2 separate regions of the Arachis hypogaea genome follow, and region 2 is linked to region 1. The links are chromatin contacts, called in public Hi-C maps. All regions are on one chromosome and are shown on one strand. The core of a region is the stretch at or near the end of the contact, and the rest is flanking DNA. Distances in the headings are between cores, read along the strand shown. Region 1 has its middle 29 kb from the start of LOC112710671. Region 2 holds the start of LOC112710673 (anaphase-promoting complex subunit 11).

Region 1 (4,548 bases), core at 23-2,522:
GAAAGTTACTTTTAATTAATTAATTTATCATTATTATTTATTTTAAATTTAACTAGGAAAGAGCTATTTTTTTTTTTGGTCTTGAACTAGTAAAGACTAAAGAGCTTATCGTTTGTTTTTACTCTCTTTTTTTATTTTTGTCTACAACACACGTTTACGCTCGCTATTTATTTTGTGATTTTAACCAAGACTCGAATCTATGTGCAGCTCTTTACAAAACATGTTAGAACATACATTTACACTCACACACTATCTATTTTCTGATTTTAATCAAGACTCGAATCCATGTGCAGCTTTTTACAAAAAATAAGCTAAAATAGATCCAACTTTATCCTTAACAGGCTAAATTTATAATGTATTAAATTGGTATATAGTCTATTACACTTTATTTTTTAAATATTAAGACTGGCATGTTATTGAATTTGAATTGATTTAAAATCTAATAATAAATTTGATATATATATTTTTTATTTAAATAAAAAAATTTAAAAAATTATTTTTTTAAAAAAATATTTATGTATAATATACTAAGTTTAATTCTTATAATAATATTTAAATTTTTAAAATATTTAAAATATAAAAAAATTATAACAAAATATAATAAATTTAAAAATTTTATAACTTTTTAAATATATAAAATTATTTATATATTTATTTATATTTTAACAGATTTAGACATGTCAGATTAATCTATTCAACTATTTTATAAGTTTAGATCTGATTTATTAATAAAATTAAATTTTTAAATTAATCTGAATTTAAAACTATTTTATAACAGATCAGGTCAGAATAGGCTGAATGTTTGCCGGCTCTGACAGACTATCTAATCTATTTCCACCCTTAATGCTATTACCTCAGTTGCGTTTATTTATTTATTTTTTCTTTATCATATAATAAATTTAAAAATTTTATAGCTTTTTAAATATATAAAATTATTTATATATTTATTTATATTTTAATAAATTTAGACATGCCAGATTAATCTATTTAACTATTTTATAAGTTCAGATCTGACTTTTTAATAAAATTAAATTTTTAAATCAATTTGAATTTAAAATTATTTTATAACAGATCAGATTAGAATACTATCTAATCTATTTTCACCCTTAATGTTATTGCCTCAGCTGCGTTTATTTATTTATTTTTTCTTTATGATATTACATTTGTGAAACATGGGCTTTTGATATTGATACTGGAAAGTATAACATGGGCTTTCTGATCCAACAATTGATTTCCAATTCAGTTAAAGCAGCCCACCAAAAAATTATTTATGCCAATGAGCCTTGGCTCTAGTGGCATTTCTCCCCCCTCCCCACCTCAAGGTCTAGGGTTCAAACCCTAGAGAATGCAATTAAGGAAAATTGTGAAAATATGTGAGGAGTGTGTGGGTGTGTTGTGTACTTAGGATTGGGGGTTGTCCAATCCATTGGAGTACCTAGGATTGGGGGTTGTCCAATCCACCGACCAAAAAAAAAAAAAAAAAAAAAGAAAAAAGCAAGCCGAGGCCTACTTGATTTATTCGTCTAATCCTATTTGTGATGCGAATGTGATCATGTGAACTTTGAAGCTTCTTTATTTGCTGATAAATGAAAACGGATCTTTTTAATTATTGTTCTCAATTGATATGAAAGGAAAAAGTCACTCTAAAATTAATAATATCATTCTCATTTGATGAAATTTTATTATAAATATGCTTTATACTAAGAATAATGTCTCAATTTCGAAGTGATATTAAATTTGAAGTAACAAATTTACTGCTCCTAATAAGTTAGGGTACAACTTATGATTTTTTGTTCCTTGTTGTCTTGCTGACTATGGTGGTGTAGGAAATATGTCGGATTTTGTGTGTATTAGGTAACTATTTAAGCAGTTTAATCTCTAAGTATATACTTAGTTCATCAGAAAAGTAATACTATAAATTTAATTATATACTATTGCTAATAAAACCGTAAAAAGTATTTTGTCGGAGACACGTGTCCCTACAGACAATTAGTTACTGAAATATTTTAAACGTTTGTGCTTTGATAAAATTGAAATAAATTATGTAAAAGATGTATAAAAGTCCAGTAAAAGAAAAAACGAAATTGATAAGTGAGATGTAATAAGTAAAAGTTTAAGAATTTTTGTCAATTAAATCTAATTAGGTTGGCTTAAATTTAATAAAAATTACTCATATAATATATACATAAATTATATACTTTTTTGCGTTTTCTTTTCTTCATGTATTTTTTATTATTATTATTCTTTTATTATTATTGTAATCACTACAATAATATACACTATTTTTTAAGATTATATGTGTAAAAAACAAATTAAAATTCGTCAAAAAAATAAAATTTGACACTATTTTAATTATGAAAATATATTAATAAAAGTTGTCAAAAATAATATTTTTAACATATAAGTAATTATAAAAAAACTTAAATTTTATTTTGATAAATATTGACCGTAAAAAATAATTTATTAAAAAAATTGAGAATATATTTTCTGTGATACTTATTAACCGTAAAAAATACTATTTATTTTGATACTTATTGACCATAAAAAATTCTCAACAAAAATTTTTAACAAAGAATGAGATGAGATCTTGAATCTGAAGAATAAACTGAGATGTTGAAGATGAAAAATGAGTAGTATAATCTCAAACTGAGAGCAGTGTGATGCTAAAATTGACAGAGCTCAACGAAAAAGAGGAATAGTGGAGTAAGTTGAAAATAAATGAGTGTCAAAATTGAGGAGTAATTTTCTACGGTCAAATTATTCATCAAGAAAATATAGAGAATTTGACATTTGTGATATTTGTCAAAAGTATATATTAATTTTTACACTTAACTATGGCTGTTAAAAAAACGTGTTAAAATAACTCTCTTTTCTTGTAATGAATTTTCTTTTTTTTTTCTCTTCCTTTTGATATTATTGTAGTATTTTTTATTTTTGTTTATTTTTTTTATTTTTATTCTTATTCTGATTAAGAGGATAAAATAAAAACAAAAAATAGAAAAAATAATAAGATGATGACAAAGAAAAAAAAAGAAGAGGAAGCATTTTAAATTGTGCATAATTTATAAAAAAAAGGTCAAATTTTTTTTACTGTAGGACAAAAGGTTTCTTAAGTTTGACATAGGAATTTCGTAACCGTAATACACAGGTTCTTGTTAAGCCAATGAATCAAGAAGAATCATGAGAATGTGAAATAAGAAAGAAAAAATGAAAAAGAAAAAGAAGAAGGTAATGTGAGGAGAAGGAATATTTTTTATTTCTGCAGAATTTATTAAAAAAATAGTATCGAAACTTTTCTTGTGTCATTTATAAAAAATATTTTATATCATTTTTAACTAAACATTGTGTTTTTATTATCACTCATTTGATTGTACGAGGTATTGAACTAATATATAAAAGAGTCATTCCTGTGTTATTTATCATAAGTTAATGTATGTGCTTTTTAGTTATTTCTGTGTCATTTGTAATTTATACTTACCTTATGCATTATATATAATTACTCGTAATTCTTACAAAAAGGTGAAGAGAAAGACCTACAACAATCTTTTTCGATATTATTTCATCACTCAATTACTAAATCAAAAATAAAATTAAGCACATAAGGAATAAATTAAACATTGAGAAGACTCAACATGTGAAGTGTTATAATAAATTAATCTGTATAGAATATAAATAATAAAATTTATAATAAAAAATTATAAAACTTAAATAAATAGGAACAAAATATAAGAAATAAAAGAAATAGAATACAATAACGAATAATAATATTTTATAGTTTATAAAAAATAGTTTAATTATTCTGTTGGTTTTTATAGTTTTATCAAATTTTAAATTAGGTCCTTATGTTTTTTCTTTTTTACACCGTTTTTAATTTTGTAATTAGATCCTTCATAGTGTAAAAAATGTTAGAGTTAACTGAATATTTTTTTTGCAAATTAAAGATATCTATAATTAAGAACCTAATTAGAACTTTGATCACATATTTTTTAGGAGAAATATTTAGTTAAATTTAATATTTTGACATAAAAAGGACTTAATTGAAAAATTAAAAGTAATATAGAGACTCAATTGAAAAAAAATATAGGAACGTAATTATAAATTTGGTGAAACTATATAGATCAACAGAATAATTAAACAAAAAAAATAAACAGTAAAAAACTAAAAATAATGCATCATAGGACGAAAAAAAGTATTATCCAATAGAAAAGCAATTGATAAAAAAATGAGATTTTTTTTAGTATATATGACTTTTTACAGTGATAAATTATGAAATACATAAATAGATAAAACAAAAAAAAAAGAATAAAATTGTGTTTTTTTAATAAATTGAGAAAATATTTATGATCATATAATTGATGTTGGATATATAATTATTAGAAATAAATTACAAGTTTTAATAAAAATATCATATTTGATATTAAAATAAAAAATATAATAATGAATAAAAATCTAAAATTAAAATTATAATATTTATAAATTATGAAATACATAAATAGGTAAAATAAAAAAAGAATAAAATAATAATTTTTTAATAAATTAAAAAAATAT
Region 2 (4,582 bases), core at 257-2,756, 64 kb after region 1:
CATCAGTAATAAAGGCATAGATGCACTCATTTAGAAACTTTGATTCTCATAGAAAAGTTTATAGGCTGTCGAGAAGTCTAGGGCCATCCTTAAAATAATCGAAGCTTGCTTCAATCACGCTTTAAACTGCCATTCTCTTCGGCACATGGGACAATGAGCTTGTGATGTCTGAGAATTCACCCATTTTAGAATACAGTGCAAATGAAATGCATGATTGCATGCTCCCCACACTGCAAGAAATTGGACAGAGAACATTTTTAAGCTTCTTACAGATACATAAGCATTTATATTTACATAATCCTGCAATTTTCATCACTCAGACAATTAACCAATACAAATCTAGTCCCACATGAAAACAGATTTTGTCCAGAAATTAATGCGACATATTTTGTCCAACACATACATAAAAATCTAAATTCAACAGAAACTGTCTCGCTATATATGTAAGCAATAACAACAGAGCTTCACAATCATTCAAGACATTTGATCAAGGAAACATCAAAATTTGATATACTCATTATACATGTGGAACTACAAATGGTATCCTAATTTGTAAGCGACCTGCACTACAGAGAATTAAAAACTACTGAAAAATAATAGTCTCAATGATTCGTGAAAGAGAGAGGTATTCGGATCCCTGTACATGCAACAACCCAAGATTACAAGGATAAATCAGCAAAGGAGTGGTTCATATATTAGTAACTGCTGGAAATATGATTTCTGAAGCTTGCTTAGGATCCCACATTAGGATCACTACTATTCACAAAAATTCCTATAGTTAACAGAAATCACAAGCAAATGCTACACGCTGGACCATGATACTGCTTGAGTAGCAAGGAAGTCCCATAAGTGAAAGATAATTCAGAAATTTAACTAGGACCATTCAGCACAAACATTATAACAAGAAGGGTGAGAATAGGACAGACCATGACATCAGCAGCTGAGTGGCCCGGGAAAACAGTTAGAAAGCATAGGAGGGATTTATTTTGAATAAAGGAGGAAGTCAGTTAGCTGGTTGTTTTCATTTGTAACAGCAACTAAGAGGTGTTTGGTTTGCGTTTTCATTTTTAGTGTTTTCTGTTTTCCAATTTTTGTAAAGGAAAAACAGAAAACAGTAAAAACAATAAAATCTTGTTTTCTATTTTTTCTTCACAAAATTCTGAAAATAGAAAACTGAAATGACAATACAAACCAAACGCACCCCAAGAGTCTCGAGGCTCTAGAATTCGTCAGAGGAATGAAGGAGAGTAATCCCCTTTTGTATCTTCTAGGGTTCTTGACACATTGTCATGGCACCCCAATCCAATACACATTCCTTTTTGCATTTACATGTGGAATTGATACCAGTTCTAAAAGAAATCCACCAGACTATATTGTCAGTAGCTTACTCAGTGGGCAGTCGTCGCCAGGAAGTTTACAGTCAGGACAGCATCCATCAAAGGCCATCCTACAAATGCCACACGTTTCATCTTGAGCATCCCAAGTCCAGGAAGCAACTGCATGCCATCTATATTTCACAAAAAGAGATTAAAACAATGAGGACATTTAGCACTTAGGGTTTGCTTGATTTAGAAGGAATAGAAAGAATAACAGAGGCTGAGAACATGGCAAAAAAGATTTTACATTCGCTTGGTACAACATGAATTTCAACGTATTGAAACTTGAAAGTGAAACTCAACTCAATTTCAAACCAGATCTATGATTTTCTTTCCCTCCATAGTGTTTGGCTGTTGTCATGAAATAAGTTTCACCAAATTTTTGTATTCATAACTAACAGCAGCAACTAAAATTTAAAACCTTTCCATTCCACTTATTTCATACCCCTCCTCTCTATTTTCAACTTTTATTTTTCTTTTTCTTTCTGCCAAGAAATTGAAAATGCAGTTTCAACTCATCCTTAAAGCAAAAACATTAGACTTGGTTTATCCTCTCACAACATGAATTAAGTTGAACCCCAAGAAAAAAGGGTCAAGAATAAAAACAAAAATCATAGCATTCATGTCTAACTTCATTTGCAAGCCAAATCCAAATATTCCACCTTTTCTAACAAGCATAACACCTCAATTATTTACGAGATATGACAATCAAACTGCCATAAAAGTCTAAGCCTAGGAAATACTTAAAAGACAAACTGAAGTTAACAACAATTCGTCACTGTATAAAGTAATATTCAAGGTAAGAAAAAGAGAACATACTCTTTTCAGAAGATCAAGAAACACCCAGACAGAAACCTGTGTCAAGGAAAGCAGCTATTCTTTTCTGGAAATTCCCAAAACTAGATATGTTGACAAGAAATAGGCTCAATCTAGAAACACACAACACCATGAAGAAAAGACACAGACACTTCAAATGCAAAAGGGATTAAAACAAATTAAAAGATGAAGAATAGAAAATGGGAAACCATGAACCAAGTGACAAGAAGTACGGGATCTTGAGAAGGATACGTAATATCTTGACTTTCATCTTTGTCCCCTGCAAAGGCAAGTAGAAGACAAGGGTGCAGCTTTACAGGTTAGTTGAAATGGGAAGTTGAGAAGGATTTGAAATCTGAGAGGTTAAACAGCTCCTCAATAAAAATTCACATCCTTAATTTTAGGTGTGATGGAATATTTTTTGAGATTTTGAGTTCAACTAGGAACCAAACTATTTTTCCGCCAATATCAGCCGGTTTTTTTTTTTTTAAATGATCATTTTACCCTAAATTTTATACCTTAAATCCTAACCATAAACCCTAAACTCACCAAAAAATGAGAGTTAAAAAAGTAATTTTACAATAAAGAAAAGTTAGTTAACATTGACCAATTAAAAATTGGTTCCTTATATTTATTATTTCATAAAACTGGAGGCGACAGACATAGCATAAGCACACATTACATATAATGTACAAATTTAACAAGAGTGACATTGCAAGAGATTATATTCTAAGATGACGTCTAATCGCAATACAACAACAACAATAACAAAGCCCTAATCCACTAGGCATAGGTTCCTACGTGGATCAAATGGAGCCATACTGCCCTGTCATTCGAATAGAATAGTACTTGGTAATTACAACTTGTTTAAGAAATGAAAGTAACCAAAACTCTGGTCCAGCCACGAACTTACTTGGAATTCTAAATTCAATAACCTAACCTATTGACTATTGTAGCTCAAATCAGGAATAAGGAAATTATAAACCGTTAGAATGCCAGCAAATTAAAATTATATCATATCTATTTTCTTTTAAACAATTTGATCACACCTCAGAATTCAAATCTAGTTTTGAAAAACCTAAATTCCTAAATCAACTAATTACGTAAATTAAGTAGAGAAAAAAAGAAAAGAACTCACTAGTGGCTACAGAAACAGAAGCAGCGGGCAGAAGAGGACAGCCGCGAGCATTGGCAATTGTGACAATGAGACGATCGACGAGGGTAGCAAGGGTAAGCCCTTTTTTTTGGTGACTTATTTTTTTTTGGGAACTAAGGCGCATAGTTATCAGAACCGAACCGATAATTGACCCGGTCATACAACTGGGTAACTGGTTCAACCGGTGGGTCGCTACTCGCTAATTCACTCACTTGACCGGTTATAATTAAATAAAAATATAAAATTATAAAAAATAAAATTAAAATCAAAAGTTAAAACTTAAAATGTATGTCTTCATAAATATATTAATAACAATCAAATATGAATTCTTAGACATAACAAATGAGCAAAAAAAAAATAATAAACTAGTCAATAGTACAAAATACTTTCTCAATTTAAAGAACAAGAAAAAACAAAAGATAACACAATTAGTAAATCAAATTCAAGAGGTGATCTGAAAGTCAACATCTATATCTTCATAAAACAAATTTGAAGTTTGACCAACATTTCCTTCATTTTGATTTGCATCTATATCTACAATTTTGTATCTTTCACAAATCAATGGCAAAATAATTCATAATAATACAAACAGAAAGTATGGGACAACAATTTAACTGAACAATTGCAGAGAACATGAACCTCATTTTCAACAATAAATTCAACTATAATAATTTTTAGCAACAAAAGATTTATTTACAACAACAAAAAATTTAGATAAGTGATTATTTCAGCAAGACAACAATAGATTCAATCTTCAGTGATGATAATAAGTAACATATTCAACATGATTTACAGATTTACAACAACCAAATTTAACTAATGATTATTCAGCAAGGTTGCAGAACCGGACCGGTCATTGAACCGCTCAAGTGACTGGTTCAATGGTTTAATGGTTCAACTGGGGTTGAACCATGGTTGAACCGTGGTTGAACCGGTTTAATTAATAAACTTTTGTTTGATAAGGATGTTAGAATTTTATGCACTTGCATATATAAAGTTTGCAGCCAAAATAAAAGTGATATGTCTATAAATTTGGATCCAACAAGAAGAAGTAGCCAAAGTAAACAAACACCCAAAATAATCACAATGAAACTTTTCTGCAGCAAGCATCATTAACCCTTAAAATTAAAAATGACAAATTTCTCATTCTAACACAAGCATAGTAAGCTATGTTCTTTAACTGTGATTGCAATGCAACAACAAACCATTATGTCCCAATGTCATACACAACATC

Evidence for each region. Hi-C and Micro-C count contacts between places; a contact is called where the count stands out from the background.
Region 2: a Hi-C map of leaf shows a contact between it and region 1, with 2.4 times the contacts expected there. The contact joins the promoter of LOC112710673 here to the enhancer-like site in region 1. A contact is called at or near these places in 6 of 8 Hi-C or Micro-C datasets (leaf and an unstated tissue).

The regions. Positions count from the first base shown.
Region 1 is chr9:21,317,514-21,322,061 of arahy.Tifrunner.gnm2.J5K5, forward strand. No RefSeq gene overlaps it. Among protein-coding and RNA genes, the nearest start is that of LOC112710671, 29 kb to the left of the region's middle. Within about 2 kb of position 1,273, at least 2 of the 3 cell types and tissues checked have open chromatin away from gene starts, as enhancers often do.
Region 2 is chr9:21,381,418-21,385,999 of arahy.Tifrunner.gnm2.J5K5, forward strand. LOC112710673 (anaphase-promoting complex subunit 11) reads right to left here and starts at 1,507. Exons shown (of 2, transcript XM_025763019.2): 1 at 1,389-1,507; 2 at 1-230. The coding sequence starts at 1,446. The coding sequence ends at 115. It overlaps LOC140175296 (a long non-coding RNA gene), which reads right to left. Exons shown (of 2, transcript XR_011865557.1): 2 at 2,445-2,547.